Regions from separate parts of the Mus musculus genome. Here all the other regions are linked to region 3. Evidence: chromatin contacts called from public HiChIP or PLAC-seq and promoter capture Hi-C data. All regions are on one chromosome and are shown on one strand. Each heading gives the region's core, a stretch centred on a gene start, on an enhancer-like site or on the middle of the called end of the contact. The rest is flanking DNA. Distances are from core to core; before and after follow the strand shown. Region 1 holds the start of Adcy9 (adenylate cyclase 9). Region 2 overlaps Srl (sarcalumenin). Region 3 holds the start of Ubald1 (UBA-like domain containing 1). Region 4 has its middle 15 kb from the start of Srl. Region 5 has its middle 48 kb from the start of Srl.

What was found. Promoter capture Hi-C pulls out the DNA fragments that hold promoters and counts their contacts. HiChIP or PLAC-seq counts read pairs in DNA pulled down with a chosen protein or histone mark.
Region 1: a contact with region 3 is called in a FOXA1 HiChIP or PLAC-seq map of pancreatic cancer cells. The contact joins the promoter of Adcy9 here to the promoter of Ubald1 in region 3. A contact is called at or near these places in 4 of 39 promoter capture datasets (3T3-L1-derived adipocytes, cranial neural crest, pre-B cells and 1 more), 1 of 484 Hi-C or Micro-C datasets (muscle stem cells) and 1 of 115 datasets of contacts at active chromatin or transcription factors (pancreatic cancer cells).
Region 2: a promoter capture Hi-C map of pre-B cells shows a contact between it and region 3. The contact joins the enhancer-like site here to the promoter of Ubald1 in region 3. A contact is called at or near these places in 2 of 39 promoter capture datasets (the C10 cell line and pre-B cells), 1 of 484 Hi-C or Micro-C datasets (pre-B cells), 1 of 115 datasets of contacts at active chromatin or transcription factors (CD8 T cells) and 1 of 9 other capture datasets (pancreatic islet).
Region 4: an H3K27ac HiChIP or PLAC-seq map of microglia shows a contact between it and region 3, with 5 times the contacts expected there. The contact joins the enhancer-like site here to the promoter of Ubald1 in region 3. A contact is called at or near these places in 6 of 39 promoter capture datasets (the 3T3-L1 cell line, 3T3-L1-derived adipocytes, embryonic stem cells and 3 more), 1 of 15 datasets of contacts at CTCF or cohesin (the NIH/3T3 cell line), 2 of 484 Hi-C or Micro-C datasets (embryonic stem cells and regulatory T cells), 4 of 115 datasets of contacts at active chromatin or transcription factors (memory CD8 T cells, microglia, pancreatic cancer cells and 1 more) and 2 of 9 other capture datasets (adipose tissue and liver).
Region 5: a promoter capture Hi-C map of pre-B cells shows a contact between it and region 3. The contact joins the enhancer-like site here to the promoter of Ubald1 in region 3. A contact is called at or near these places in 4 of 39 promoter capture datasets (the C10 cell line, cranial neural crest and pre-B cells), 3 of 484 Hi-C or Micro-C datasets (CD4 T cells, pre-B cells and regulatory T cells) and 2 of 115 datasets of contacts at active chromatin or transcription factors (memory CD8 T cells and stem cell-derived neural progenitor cells).

The regions. Positions count from the first base shown.
Region 1 is chr16:4,419,191-4,421,890 of GRCm38.p6, forward strand. Adcy9 (adenylate cyclase 9) reads right to left here and starts at 1,308. Exons shown (of 11, transcript NM_009624.3): 1 at 586-1,308; 2 at 1-398. The coding sequence starts at 355.
Region 2 is chr16:4,496,720-4,499,419 of GRCm38.p6, forward strand. It overlaps Srl (sarcalumenin), which reads right to left. Exons shown (of 7, transcript NM_175347.6): 2 at 1-996. Among named protein-coding and RNA genes, the nearest start is that of Srl, 25 kb to the right of the region's middle. Within about 2 kb of position 1,347, at least 33 of the 459 cell types and tissues checked have an H3K27ac peak or open chromatin away from gene starts, as enhancers often do.
Region 3 is chr16:4,878,466-4,881,165 of GRCm38.p6, forward strand. It overlaps Ubald1 (UBA-like domain containing 1), which reads right to left and starts at 1,386. Exons shown (of 3, transcript NM_145359.2): 1 at 1,152-1,386. The coding sequence starts at 1,271.
Region 4 is chr16:4,536,324-4,539,023 of GRCm38.p6, forward strand. It overlaps a transcript of Srl not described here. Among named protein-coding and RNA genes, the nearest start is that of Srl, 15 kb to the left of the region's middle. Within about 2 kb of position 1,423, at least 9 of the 459 cell types and tissues checked have an H3K27ac peak or open chromatin away from gene starts, as enhancers often do. A contact at or near this core is called in microglia, where this site is marked.
Region 5 is chr16:4,473,854-4,476,553 of GRCm38.p6, forward strand. No RefSeq gene overlaps it. Among named protein-coding and RNA genes, the nearest start is that of Srl, 48 kb to the right of the region's middle. Within about 2 kb of position 1,333, at least 299 of the 459 cell types and tissues checked have an H3K27ac peak or open chromatin away from gene starts, as enhancers often do. A contact at or near this core is called in memory CD8 T cells, pre-B cells and regulatory T cells, where this site is marked.

The DNA.
Region 1 (2,700 bases), core at 58-2,557, 460 kb before region 3:
CGTACCGGAAGCGGCGCTGGGTCTGCGGAAAGCAGCGCTCCAGGCAGGCCTCCTCCAGGTTCATGGAGTCGAATTTGGGGTCCCACCACCGGCTGGAGGCCCTCTCAAAAAGCTGGGGCAGCTTCTTCTGTCTGCGCAGGCGACCCCCGCCGCCAACCCTCCGGGGAAGGCCCCCTGAGTCTCCCGAGCTGCTACAGCTGGAGGAGATGCTGTACTTGCAGTGCTTCGGGTGGGTGTTGGAGGACAGCTGCTTAGGGTTGATCTTGACCCTCACGCTGTTGCTGTCTCCGCTTGAGTCGCAGCTCACCTCGGTGCTATGGTGATGCAGCAGCTGCTGGTGGGGTGAGGAAGCCATGTTGCCGAGCTCTTGGAACCTTTCCCGACCAGGTCAGGGGCACCTGCAGGCAAAACCAGCAGAATTAGAGCGGCCTGACTACACACACTCCCGGAGGGCCACGCGACCTGTGCTTGTCGCGAGTGCGAGCTCTGGCGAGCCACTTGGGAAGGCACCACCATATGTTCACCAAAACTGCCCATAACGGCGCATAAAAGCGCCAAGGCGAGCGAGAACCGCACGGGCCGTACCTGGTGCTCCCAGGGTTCTCGTGCCGCGGCCGCGCTGAGTCTTGGGTCCCCGGCAGCGCTGCGCTGCGCTCCCCTCGGGCGCCGTCGCCCGCTGGTGGCCTCTCCCCGTGCAACTCCAACTGCAGCTCCAGAGGGAAGTTCAGACCTTGAGCGCTCGGGGCACCGGGAGCAGCTTTCGCAAAAACAACTCGGGAGGCGAGCAGCGCTTCATCCTGCCGCAGCAGCGCCCGGTGCGTCAAAGCGCGCGGGCCAACCTGCGGCTCCTGCCGCGTTCCGTCCCCTTGCGGCTAAGCACCAGCGGGCTACCCTGCCCCGCGCCCCTGCTCGCGAGCTTGAGGAGCCCGAGGGCCGCCCGTCCGAGCGGCCGGTCTAGCAGGGCCTGCTGCCCGCAGCCGAACGCACCCCGGCCCAGAGCCGAGCTCGGGGCACTGCGCGGGCCCCTCCACAGACCGCCGTGCGGGCTGCCGCAGAGCCTGACTCCCGCGACGCCGGCTGGCCAGCACGCCGGTCGTCCGCACGCCGCGCCCACGCCCCAGGGGCCCTGCCTGAGCTACAGATGCCGCTGCGGCTGCGCCCGCCGCCCGCTCTCCCGCAGCCGCTGCCTCAGGTCGGAAGAGTAGCAGCCGCAGCCGCCGCCACCACCATCTCCGGCCCCCTCCTCCTCCCCCTCCCGCTGTCACTGACAGACGCGCGCCCGCGCCGCCCCTCTCCTCTGCCGCAGCGCGCACGCGCGGCCCGCGCACGTCACCGCCGGGTCCGGGACACGCGCACCAGCAGCGCGCCACCCCGCCTAGGAGCGCGCGCCCGGCTCGGGGCTGCAGCGGGGCGGGGCCGGGCGGACGCGCTCTGGGCGCCGCCCTCCGCCCTGGGCTGCTCCGAGCCTGGGCCGCCTGCTGTGGGCACCAGGCCTCCGCCTTCTTCCGAGGCCTTGGCTGCCTTTGACTACTTGCCCCGCAGCCTGGCCCCCAAGTCCGCACAGGAAGCATCTAAGCGCAGTTTACCTTTTGGATACATCGAAGTTTTCAGTCCCTGGCTTTGCTCGATTGTGACCTCCCTCCCATTCTGCCAGCAATGTAGGAGTGTTCCCAGTGGTGCTAGGCCCCTCTGAACTTGCTGGGGGATGGAAATGATCATCACCAGCCAAGCCACTTCTGATAGCTTCTAAAGTCGAGCACCACTGAGGACCACCTTTGCCAACCCCCTGGGGAAGTTATCTTCCCGACTTTGAAGATCTTTCATTCTTCACATGAACAACTGTTTTTCCCTCTCCACAAGGAAAACGTTCAAAGAAATCAGCTTCCCATTAATAAGTTCTACATTGGTCTGTGTAAACTCTGGCCTGAATAAACACAATTCTATATTCTCTGGTCGCACCCTGGCTGCCACACCGTACAGTGTTTTTCTGCAACCACAGGGGACTAACTGACCCTTCCTTCCCACAGCTCTCGGGGCCCATCCCAGGCATCCACAGTCACTGTGGAATTCAGGAATAGGAAGGTAAAATATAGACTATCTATACAACCGAATATTATTCGACTATAAAAATGAAGTACACTTGCTACAACCTCTGAAACACACTGGGTAAAAGAAACCAAACACAAGAGGCCACATATTGTATGATTGTATTAATGTGAAATGCCCAGAACAAGCAAATCTATAGAGAAAATACAGGTGATGGATGCCTGCGGTTGTATGAAGTACTAGGTATTGACTACACTATCAAGCCTGGGGGTTCCTTTTGGGGTGATGAAAACATCTGGAACTAGTGAGAACACAACGCCGTGGATTCTGTAGTAGGTATACTTCATGAACGTACTAGTGTCTTTGGATTGCTTTAATGATAAGTACAACTGCATAAATGGTAAGTTTTATGCAGTATGTATTGCACCACAATAAACAGGAACTTTTTAAAGTAAACGTGTCATTGTTGATATATTCCAGCTCAAAGTGCAAGATGTCCATCTAATTATGAGAAAACATCTGAGGAAGGAACTTAATCTGAAAAATACTCCACAACCAAACTGCCAAGTGCTCTTCACAGTGCCAGAGTCACCAAACACAGAGCCTAAGGTATTGTCACAAGTAAGGGGCAAATTGTCATTAAAGGGCAAAGTA
Region 2 (2,700 bases), core at 97-2,596, 380 kb before region 3:
CCTCCGACATCCCTGACACCTGGCCCTCAGGAGAGTCGTTCTCTGTCTCCCTTGCCTGGGTGTACTCAGACTGTTTATTGGCCTCTATAGCTGAACCAGCATCCAGGCTAGGTCTAGGCTCCCCCTGGTCCTCAACCTTCTCCCCAGATTCTGTGTCCACCTCAGCCTTTGATTCCTCTGCACCTTCTTCTGCCTCTACTCCAGAAGATGCCGTGTCAGAGGCTGCATGTAGGTCTGTGGGCTGGTGATCAGGCCCGGGAGTGGCTGTGTCCTCTGACTGCAGGGAGTAGTCCTGGGGCTTGTCCTCTGCTCCCTCCCTGGCTTCCGATTCATCTCCGGCAGGTATGGCATCCTGGGTTCCATCTAGCTCTGTGGATTGGTGATCAGAACCTGTGTTGCCCTCACCTTCTGCCTCTTTACCCTCTATGGGAGGAGAGGACTGGGTGACTACAGACTCTGCTGTCCCTGCTGCTTCATTCATAGGCCCATCTCCTAAGAGTCCCTGTAATTCCTCAGGGACCCCACTACTTCCCTCTTGCACTTCTGCCTCCATACTGGCAGCCCCCTCTGTGGGAACCCCCACCCCAGCCTCCTCCTGCCCTGGCTCCTTCCCAGAACTGAACTGTGGCCTCTCTTCTTCTGGCCCTTCAATCCCTCCTGGAGGAAGGGTGCCTGCTGCATGTGGGCCCTCCTCTTCCTCCCCAGGCCCTTCAACATCCCCAGGCGGAGCTGACTCTGCAGCTGAGGTATTGGACAGGCTAGCTTCGGTTTCGGAGCCCTGGCCGTTGGCAGTGGAAGGGGCCCCTGCAGGAGTCTGCTCCAAGCTCTCAGCCTCCCTGCCGTCTGGGTAGTGAAGGAGTAGGTTCTTGTCTCCAGGGGCCGCATCTGCATAAAGCGCCCTTTCCTTCTCCTCTAGACTCGCGTCTCCAGCAGAGAAATGATTCTCCAACAAATTGCCAACATCTTCCGTGCCACCCGAAGCAGAGACTTGCAGTTCTAAATGATTAGAACATGATTGGTCAGTTCACAGGGTCGGCACTGCCCTGCTTCTCAAGAGTCTCTATCAGTCTAGCTTCCACTGCAGGAAGCTCCGCCTGTGCCTGCTATCCAGGGCTATGCCTCCCAGCTGGGGTCCTCCGGGTCACCTGCCTCCCTCCAAGCCTGTAGGATCTGCAGAGTAGGGAGTTAACTGATTGACCTGCTGTCCACCACTGAAGGTGTTAGTTGCTGTAGTAACCCAAGAGCTGCCAAAGCTTGACCCTGACCTTCAAGTCTTCCCCTGGGTCCTAATGACCATATATGGATAGAAACTTGGGTGAGCCCTTCCAGTCCTTCCTTAACCTTGGAGCGGGCATGGCACGTGCCACCTGGCTCCTGAGGAGATATTCCAAGATAGGACAAAGGCGAGTGCATTCCTTTCCTTGTCGGTTCCTAGAGTCATTAACCAGCATGCTTTTTATACTACTATCAGCAAAGGAGTGAAAACAGGTGTTTGTAGGCCAGATAATCTTGGGTTACACGGCAAAGTACTCAGGGGATTACTCATGGCTCTCGGCTTTATTAAGTCACACATCTAACCCTGTCCCCTTAAGGGCAGGCATTTGCTGGCCTCCCTACCTCAGATTAAGAGGAAACAGGGCCTGAGGAGGAGACATCCAAAATGGGCAGGGCCTGGGCTTCCCAGTGGCCTCAGCCAACCCCTTCTGAAGGGGATCCCCTTCTAAGGTCCTGCAACTGTACCCACAGAGCAGAGGGCACAGGGACAACAGAGCAAACAGGGGCCCAGTCTATGCCAGACACTGCCACCAAGGGTCAAGTTGGGTGTTTTTGGAAAGGGATGTGAAGCAAAGTTTGGGCCTAGCCCTTCTGATCTTCTCTCCCAAACTGGGATGTGCCTAAAGAGGAGGCCTGTGGGAGAAACTGCAACCCCATGGGAAGGGGTGGGATATAGACTCCCCACTTCAGTGTGACTAAGACTTCTCCACCCCTGTGCTGGAAAAGGACACCCTCTCTTAGACAAAGACTAGTGCTTGCATCGCCTCCTTCATTGAAGTAAACAGCCTTCATCTCCAGGTACCTGAGCCCTTACCAGTTCTCAGAGGCAGGGGCAGTCTCCAGCCTTCGGGAATGAGCGTTTTCTCACTAGTTCCCATGACTAGTCAACTGTGCCAGCTCCTGAAGGACCAGAAGCTCCTAAAGAGGAGCCCTATATACAAATGTATAAAACTTTACCCCAAGCACACCAGTATTTCTGAGCTCGCTCATCTTGTCTGGAAGATTCTAGACCTAAATTGGTGATGGTCTTTGCTTTGCCACAGACACATGGCCACCATGTGATTAGAACACAGCGCTGCCAACTCCTGGTCCATGATGTATTCAGGGGGCACAGGAACCTTCTGATGGCAATCCCAGCCCCTGACTGCACTTATCCCCTTTCCAGGATTATATACCTCGCTCGTGGGTAGCAGAATCAATGTTTTAATTGTGTGTTTCCAGTGCGTATGACCCTTGGATGCCCTACAGAAAGTTCTAGGAGTCTGCATTTACATGTAGGTACCAGTAAGAATTCCTGGTCCCTTGGTCACAGCAGGGGGAGCTAAATATTACTTGCCCCAATTCCTTCTCCTGCATTTCTAACTCCCTAGTCCCTGAGAAGAATCTGGGCAGGAATTTGGTTTAACCTAAGGAAACTGACAATCC
Region 3 (2,700 bases), core at 136-2,635:
ATCCAGGCTAAAGGAAGAAGCCTTCCCTCTCTTGCATAGGGACATTGGCCTGGAAGTCTAGCAGGGAGTAGATAAACAGATCGAAGGCTTGGTATCCAGAGCTGGAAGGGCTACAGTCTTCCCAGCCTGGGGAGGTTCTGATCCTGCACCAGGAAGTTAAGCCTTGGTCTCCACTTCCTGGCTTTTCCTACTGAAAATGGGATGGTTCCCACTGGGAAGCCAAGCTCTGGGGTCTCCAACTGGGCACAGAATACTAGACTGGCTCTGGTTGTGACTCACACATGTACCCACACAGCTACAAGCCAGAGAGTCTCATCTCGATACCCACAAGTGGTGAATGTGGGGTTTTGAGTTAGAGGAACAGAGGCATCTTAGTAACACAAAAGACTGGGCACATAATCCTACCGGTCAAGAGAAACCTGGGAGTAGATGAGAGCCAGACTGACCTTCCCATCTTCTGTCTAAAATGCCCTAAAATAAGTGAACCGTATACAGTACACCATCCCAAGATACAGGTTCCTTTGTCAGGCCCGAGGATACCCAGGTCTTCATAAGGATCCCGCCCCGGTGACACCTTTGGAGTGGGCTACACACATACAGACTCTCGTAATTTACTCTGAGGATCCAGCACACCACCCATACACTCCATGACGTATATGAACATACACCGCACCATACCCAGCACGATTACCATCAGCAAACCACCACCTATGTACACGCTGCACACACACACCAAACATGACACAAAGGTATCCTGTATCAGACACGCACTCGAGACGGGCTTTGAGTCCGCACACGCGCCCACATGCCCACAACCTTCGATGTGCCCTGCTGACGCCCAAGCGCGGTGCGTGCGTAAATACAAATCCACATGTACGTGTGCGCACTCCCGCAAACCGCCCACCCGGCACACCGACCCTGAGACCGCTCTCTCCAAGCGACTCCGCCTCCGGCACGGCCCTGGGCGTCTTCCAGGCGGCTGTCTCCTCCTCAGCCGTTACCGGGACCGGGGGGGGGGGGGTGTTGGGGGAGGGTATCCAGTCCTGATAGCGGGGTTTCCGGGGCTCTGGCCTGGCGGTCGGTGATGCCCGCAGCCGGCACCCCGGCACGTGTCCACACCGCCCGCGCCCGTCCCCGGTTCCCCTACGCACCTCGAACTGCCAGTGGGCCGCTTGTAGCAGTTGCTTCGCCTGATCGGCCGCACAGCCCGCCGTCAGCACGAACTGGTTGATCATGACCTGGTGTTTGAGCTCGTCCATGTTCACGGACATGGCGCCGCCGTGCAGCCCGCTCCGGCCTCCCTGCGCGCTAGCCTCACGCGTCCACCATTAGCGAGCCGGCCCCGGCTAATACAAATATTTACTGTGCGCTCTGACTCACCGCGCCTCGCTGCCCCGCGGCCGGCGAAGCATGCTGGGATGTGTAGTCCGCGACGCCCCCGCCGAACGGACCGGGAAGGAGCGTGGACGCCCTCTCCCGAGCGATCTCAGTGGGGCGCGCAGCCCGTGCCCCAGGCTGAGAGGCGAAGTTGCGAACCAGGGACCATTGCACAAGCTTGCCTTATCACTGGGCCCTGGAGGTCCTGTGTGCTGCTGTGCTTAGCATCACAATATTAATAGGCGCGCTCTTAGGGGACTCTCTGATAGCTTTGGTCCTACTCCACTGCCCTAGGCTGAAACACTCCTAAAATCCTGAGACTTAGAAAACGCTCGGTATCGCAGAGCATCTGCCTTTCAAGGCGCTGCTAGAAATCACCACCTCCTGGAAGCATTCCAGAGCTCGCAAGGCATCTTTGCCTAACTCTTGGCCAGTCGTGCAGGAAGAGCGTCTTAAAAAAAAAAAAAAAAAAAAAAAAAAAAAAAAAGACAGCCCCTGCTCCGGAGCCTTGGCGTCCCCTTTCTTTCAACTCCCACTTTCCCACGCAAAAGAAAAACTTCCAGCAGCCTGCTGGCAAAAGGACCGCGCGGAGCACGTACAGAAACGGCCACGACTGCCATTCCCACAATGCCCCGGTTTATTTGCATCTTTCTGTCCCAGTGACGTCACCTGAGTGAGGTCGCGACTGTACCAATGGGCCGTCACGGGGTGTTAGGACCTGGCCATATAAGGTAAACAAAGCTGGCCGCCCAATGAGGCGGCGGCGGGGGCGGGCGCATCACGTGGCGTGGGGGCGGGGTCGGGAGCTGGGTGCGTGATTTCGCAGGCGGTGTTTACAGCCCCGCACATGCCACTTCCGGCTGACGTCGCGGTTGGTAGAGTGGCCGGTCGGACGTGGAAGAGTCGCCCAGAAGCTGGGGGGAGGAGAGGGCTGGCGTTGTCTTCTCGGCTGAGAGACGTTGCCCGGGTTCTTTGCTCTCACTGGCCTCACCTTTGACCTGGCCCCCTGTAGAACCAGCCGGGAGGGGAGGCGTTAGGTCCGAAAGCTTCATTATAGCGACACTGCCCCGAGGAAGTAAGCGCAGGCCTCGGAAGCCAACTGCGGGCTCTTGAGACGTTTTGATACACCTGATCCTTTGTTCTCGCTAGGACCGCTGAGGCCGTAAAGGTGTGGGGCCCAGTTGATACCTAGGGAAATGGAGTTCTATCTTGCCCTTCACTCCTAGGGGCTCTCCGATCGGGTGGCTGGAGGAAGATGGGAAGGAGGTGGGACTGAAAGATCCTTAGATAGGAAGAAAAGGAGGAAGAAACGAGGACGGGGAG
Region 4 (2,700 bases), core at 173-2,672, 340 kb before region 3:
AACATGAACCAAGAACTAACAGAGGTCATGACTGCAGACACTGGTGGTGGAAGCAGGGTGAGGAGACAATGTGAAAGGCCACATGGCCCAGCAAGCTGAGGGCTAGAATGTTATGGTTCCTGGCACAGTGCAGCTTAGTCTATCCTGAGCAGCTGAGTTGGTAGATTGTCAGGCTCAAACATTCCTCAAGAACCTGGGAAATTGTCGGACCTTACCTTAGGCAGCATTTGAGTTTGCATCTGTTGCACATTCCATAGATGGGGGATGGGGGGGGGGTAGGGTCTCAAGTAGCCCAGGCTTGATTCATGTTGTCATGAATACCCTTTAACTCCTGGTCCTCCTGTCTCCAACACCCAAATCCTGAGATTGTAAATGGGAACCACTCTGCCCAGCTTTGGCATCTTTTAATATTTTATTTATTATTATGTGCGTGAGACAGCATGGCGTGAACAACTTTGGTGAGTCAATTCTCTCCTTCACCATGAGTCCTGAGGACTGAATTTAGGTCATCAGGCTTAGTGTAACACTTTTACGCACTAAGCTATCTCATTCAAATTTGGGGATTTTTTTTAATAGTCTCTCATTGGGTATTGTGGAGTACACCTGTAAGTAATCCTGGCACTCAAGAGGCAGAGAGGCAGGTGGATCTCTGTGAGTTCATGACCAGCCTGGTGAGCTCCAGAATAGTCAGGAAGACATAGTGACCTTGTCATGGGGTCTCACATTGTATCTCAGCCCAGCTTAAAACCTTACTATGTAATCCAAGTTGCCTCAAACTTCTAGCAATACTCCTGCCTCCATCTCCTGAATACTGAGATTACAAGTGTGACCTACAATAGCTGACTAATAAGTAGCACTTACTAAAAGGACTATCCTATTTATCTTGGTCATTATAGGTCATCAATCTTAGAAGAATTCAAATTCCCACCCAAGATGGGAACTTCTTCCAAAGTCTCTGACATATTCATGCATTCGATTTGAATACTCTGTGATGAGATGCTTGATATTAGAGAAAAATTGCCCACTGTCAATACATGGGAACTTCGAATCAGCCCACACTGTGGCTCCCCTTCCCACCTGCCATCTCAGCATCTTACAGAAAAAGCACAGGCCCATCCCTCTGGTGGCAAAGAATCCACCCTACCCATCCAGCCTCAATGGCATTGCCTTTTCTTACAAGAGAACAGCACATTTTTTTCAATTCTGTATGCAGCCACAGAGCAGTATATTCAACTCCCACAGGACAGAAGGTAACAGGGGCAACTTGTTGAGGACAACCTCTGTTCTTTGAAGAAAAGCACACACAAACTTCTCCAAACACTTGCCTGTTGTCTGCTTAATCATGAGAATGTACACCCAGATAGGCTGCTCCCTGGAGTCAGCCTTGATTCAGGCCACCTAATTCAGGAAATGGTGCAGCTGTCACTTCTGGTTCCTTTTTCAAGATCAGGGGTGTGATGGAAGGAGAGCCAATTTGAGGAGTTCATTCCTTTGCACAGTTGCCAGATTTAATGCCAGTTTTGCCTGCAGCCCCCAGCCCCACCCTCTTCTCTTGCTCAGCACGTGTTCTTGTCAATCAAGAGAAGAAACCTGCAATTCAGCGGGGTAGCAAATAGAAGGGATAAGGCAGGAATGGAGTCTGACCCCACCTCCAAGATTAAAGGACAAGGCAGGCAAGCAGAACTCCATGTGAAAAAGACAAATGTCACACACTCACCAGCACTGAGGAAAGCAGAGAGACACGGGTTGGGGTGGGGGACAGTAGGATGAGCTTGGGGGAACAGGGTGGAGCCAGGACCAACATCTGATACTAAGGACAGCATGGTCAGATGACTGGCTCCAAGAGGCTGTGTGATGATCTCTGTGTGCTCTACACAAGGCCTGGGGCCAATAGTCACTGCTGAAGAGACCAAGGTCATGGCAAGGACCCCTCCTCTACCACCAGATGATTCTTCAAACATCTGATGCAGCTGAGGTGTTACTCTTATTCTGCCCAAACCATGGCACAAAGGGCACACAATAAAAGTACCATAATGGACTGGAGAGATGGCTCAGACGTTAAGAGCACTGACTGCTCTTCCAGAGGTCCTGAGTTCAAATCCCAACAATTACATGGTGGCTCACAACCATCTGTAATGAGATCTGACGCCCTCTTCTGGTGTGTCTGAAGACAGCTACAGTGTACTTACATATAATAAATAAATAAATAAATCTTTTTTTAAAAAGTGTCATACTATGCCAGAAAAGCATAAACGTAGTTGCTAATAATTCATTAAATATAGTAAGAATGCAACAAACAGCAGAAGAGAAACAGGAAGAAACACAAAAGGAAAGTCTAGGAGGGAAAAAAAGACTATATATTTAAGACCTAACACATGCATAACTTATTAACCACATGCCCAATTCAGTTTCCTTAAACTAAGAACACATGCTCAGAAGAAATAAAATTATTTCTGTTATTGAGATTCAGCAAGAATTTTCTCGAGAATCATCATAAAGGCAACAAGGTGTGACGCAATGATCCTTCACAACATTCTTAGAGCAAAAAGAATACATTTCCCAAGAAGTGAGAAAGTATTGCTCCTAATAGAGACTCAAAATAGGACCAATGAGGGAACCAGGGACCAAGAATAACCAGCCCTGATCTCAAACAATCACCAAAGAGGTCATCAACGAAGCACAAGACAAACCTGAATTGTC
Region 5 (2,700 bases), core at 83-2,582, 400 kb before region 3:
CACAGTATTGCCCCTGTATATATATATATATATATATTATAGTATCCTATAGCTGCCATTTCCATCTCACTGGGGGCAGGAGGAGCGGTGATTCCCCTCATACTGAAGTGGAGGAAAATAGCAGAGCTTCATTGTCTTTTGATTTGTTTTGGTTTTTTGAGATAAGAGCTTCTCTGTCCTGGAACCCTGTCTTAGTCAGGGTTTCTATTTCTGCACAAACCTCATGGCCACGAAAGGGTTTATTCGGCTTACTCTTCCACACTGCTGTTCATCACCAAAGGAAGTCAGGACTGGGAGTCAAGCAGGTCAGAAAGCAGGAGCTGATGCAGAGGCCATGGAGGGATGTTCATTACTGGCTTGCTTCCCCTGGCTTTTTTTTTTTTCAAAGATTTATTTATTCATTATATGTAAGTACACTGTAGCTGTCTTCAGACACTACAGAAGAGGGCGTCAGATCCTGTTACGGATGGTTGTGAGCCACCATGTGGTTGCTGGGATTTGAACTCCTGACCTTCGGAAGAGCAGTCGGGTGCTCTTACCCACTGAGCCATCTCACCAGCCCTCAGCCTGCTTTCTTATAGAACCAAGACTACCACACCAGACTCCAGACTGTGTCAACTCAAGTTGACACAAAACTAGCCAGTACAAACCCGATCTGTAGACCAGGCTGGCCAGAACTCACAAAGATCCACCTGCCTCTCAAGTGCTGGGATTAAAGACATGCGCCACCACTTTAGGCTAAAGCTTTGTGGCTAATGACAGAGGAGGTCAGCTTAAATTTCAAGCTCCTAGGATCATCTCTTAAAATCCTCACTTCCTGTTTTAGCTGGGGGCTGGCCCAGGAGAAAATAGCCCTCTAAAAACAGCAAGCACCAAATTCTCTAGGATGTACTGTCCACAGCATATAACTCTGAGCAAGTTCAAGGCCTCCTGGGTCCTAAATCAGAATTTTGCAGATCCTCTCAGGGCTTCAAAGTTGTCAGTTCCACAGCTTCCGAAGGGCAGAGCCTCAGCAACACCGGCCTTCAGGACACAGCCTTGTCCCCTGGGTAACTCGGCTGGCTTCAGGCTCCTAGACGTCCTCTGGCTGGAGGGTGAGGGGGACTGCTTGGAAGGGCCAGGTGCATCGGCCTCTTTAGCCTCACCGCTTGGTCTCCGGAGCTGCAAGGCGGCTGGCGCTGAGGTAATGGCGTGCAACTACCTCACGTCCCACTAGATCTCGGATACAAGACAGAGCTCGGACTCGGACACGAAGGAGTTGAGGGGACTTTGAGCCTCGAAAAGATCTTGGGACCGGCTGCCCAGTCACCGCCCACTCGAGACTCAGTGTAGACTCAGGAAGCACCGCGAGGTTCCACGTCTGCGCATGCGCTGTGCCAGCACGACAGCACCGAGAGATGGCCGCTAGGGAGCGCGACGGAGCAGTGCGGTCGTGCGCATGCGCACCAAGACTGCTGCCTTGTGAACTGCTTCCTGTGCCTGAGACCCAGCTTGCAACCCTCTCTGTGGCTGGTGCCTGTAGGGCCACGGCCAGTGGCTGCACCGTAGGTGGTGACCCCCACCTCAGGAAGACAAATTTGAGTGAATGAAAAGCCTGGCTTGAGAGACGTTCAGTGAGGAGCTCCACTCCCCCCACTTTCAGGACCCGGGTTCAGAACTGGCCTCACTTTCCTCATTAAGATCAGGAGCCGAACTGGGGAAGAAGGCCAAGGCCAGGCACAGCCACAGGGTTTCCGGTAGTGATAGAGGAACCAGATTTGGCCACAGACAGGATGCCAGTTGCAACCCATGCATTCCAGAAGTGCATCTCTCCACCTGTGGCCTTGCGGAATGGGGAGGTGGAGGACCAACAGCAGTCCCATGTCCTCACAGGGCCGCAGGGGCAGAAACACATCACAACATCGCATCCTTGCTTTCACAAACACTGCCAGGTGTTAACTGGCTTCGTGAGGTGGAATATGCCAAAATGTCACAGAAACCAGAGACGGGGCGTGGACTGGGCTTTTTTAGTGCCTATGTGGATGCAAGGTCCAACCAGGTCTTACAGACAGGGCCAGGCTGATAGACTAAGCTTCTCCAGGTCCTTAGCTCTTAGGAATGGGACAGAGTTAAGGGAAGACAGCAGGCCCAGGGGCAGGCAGGAAACTCCTGCTGGATCTTCAGTTTCTTCATGCTGTCCTCTGCCCAGGAACTTTAAGTGGCCTAGACTCCCTGGACTTTTTCATCTGCCCTATCCATCACCCCCGCCACACAAGCGTTCGTCTCCCCCAGGACCCCGTCCTACACTCATGTCCAGCCTTCAGTGTAGCTGAAGTTGCACTCCCTCCCTAAGTCTGACCTCCTTTTCTGGTATTCTAGGGAAGAGTCCTGACTCTATGGAAATACCCTTTTCAACAAAGGTAATACATTACTGTTCAAACAAAAATTTAATGATTTCAGTTCATTGGTTCTTTACAAATGAGAAAAAGGAAAACTACTGGGGGCCTGCAGCAGGAAAACCACTTTAATCCAGGCATTCCAGACCATCCTGGCGACATAGCAAGACCGCATCTCAAAACAAGTGGGTAAGAAAATCTTCTGTACTGGTGATAATATGATTTGGAAAACATCGTCTTATTCCTGGGGTCTTTCCTGATCACTGCCCCTCCTATGCCTTGAATCCCCACTACACAGTTACTTCCCGAGGTCAGAAATGATACC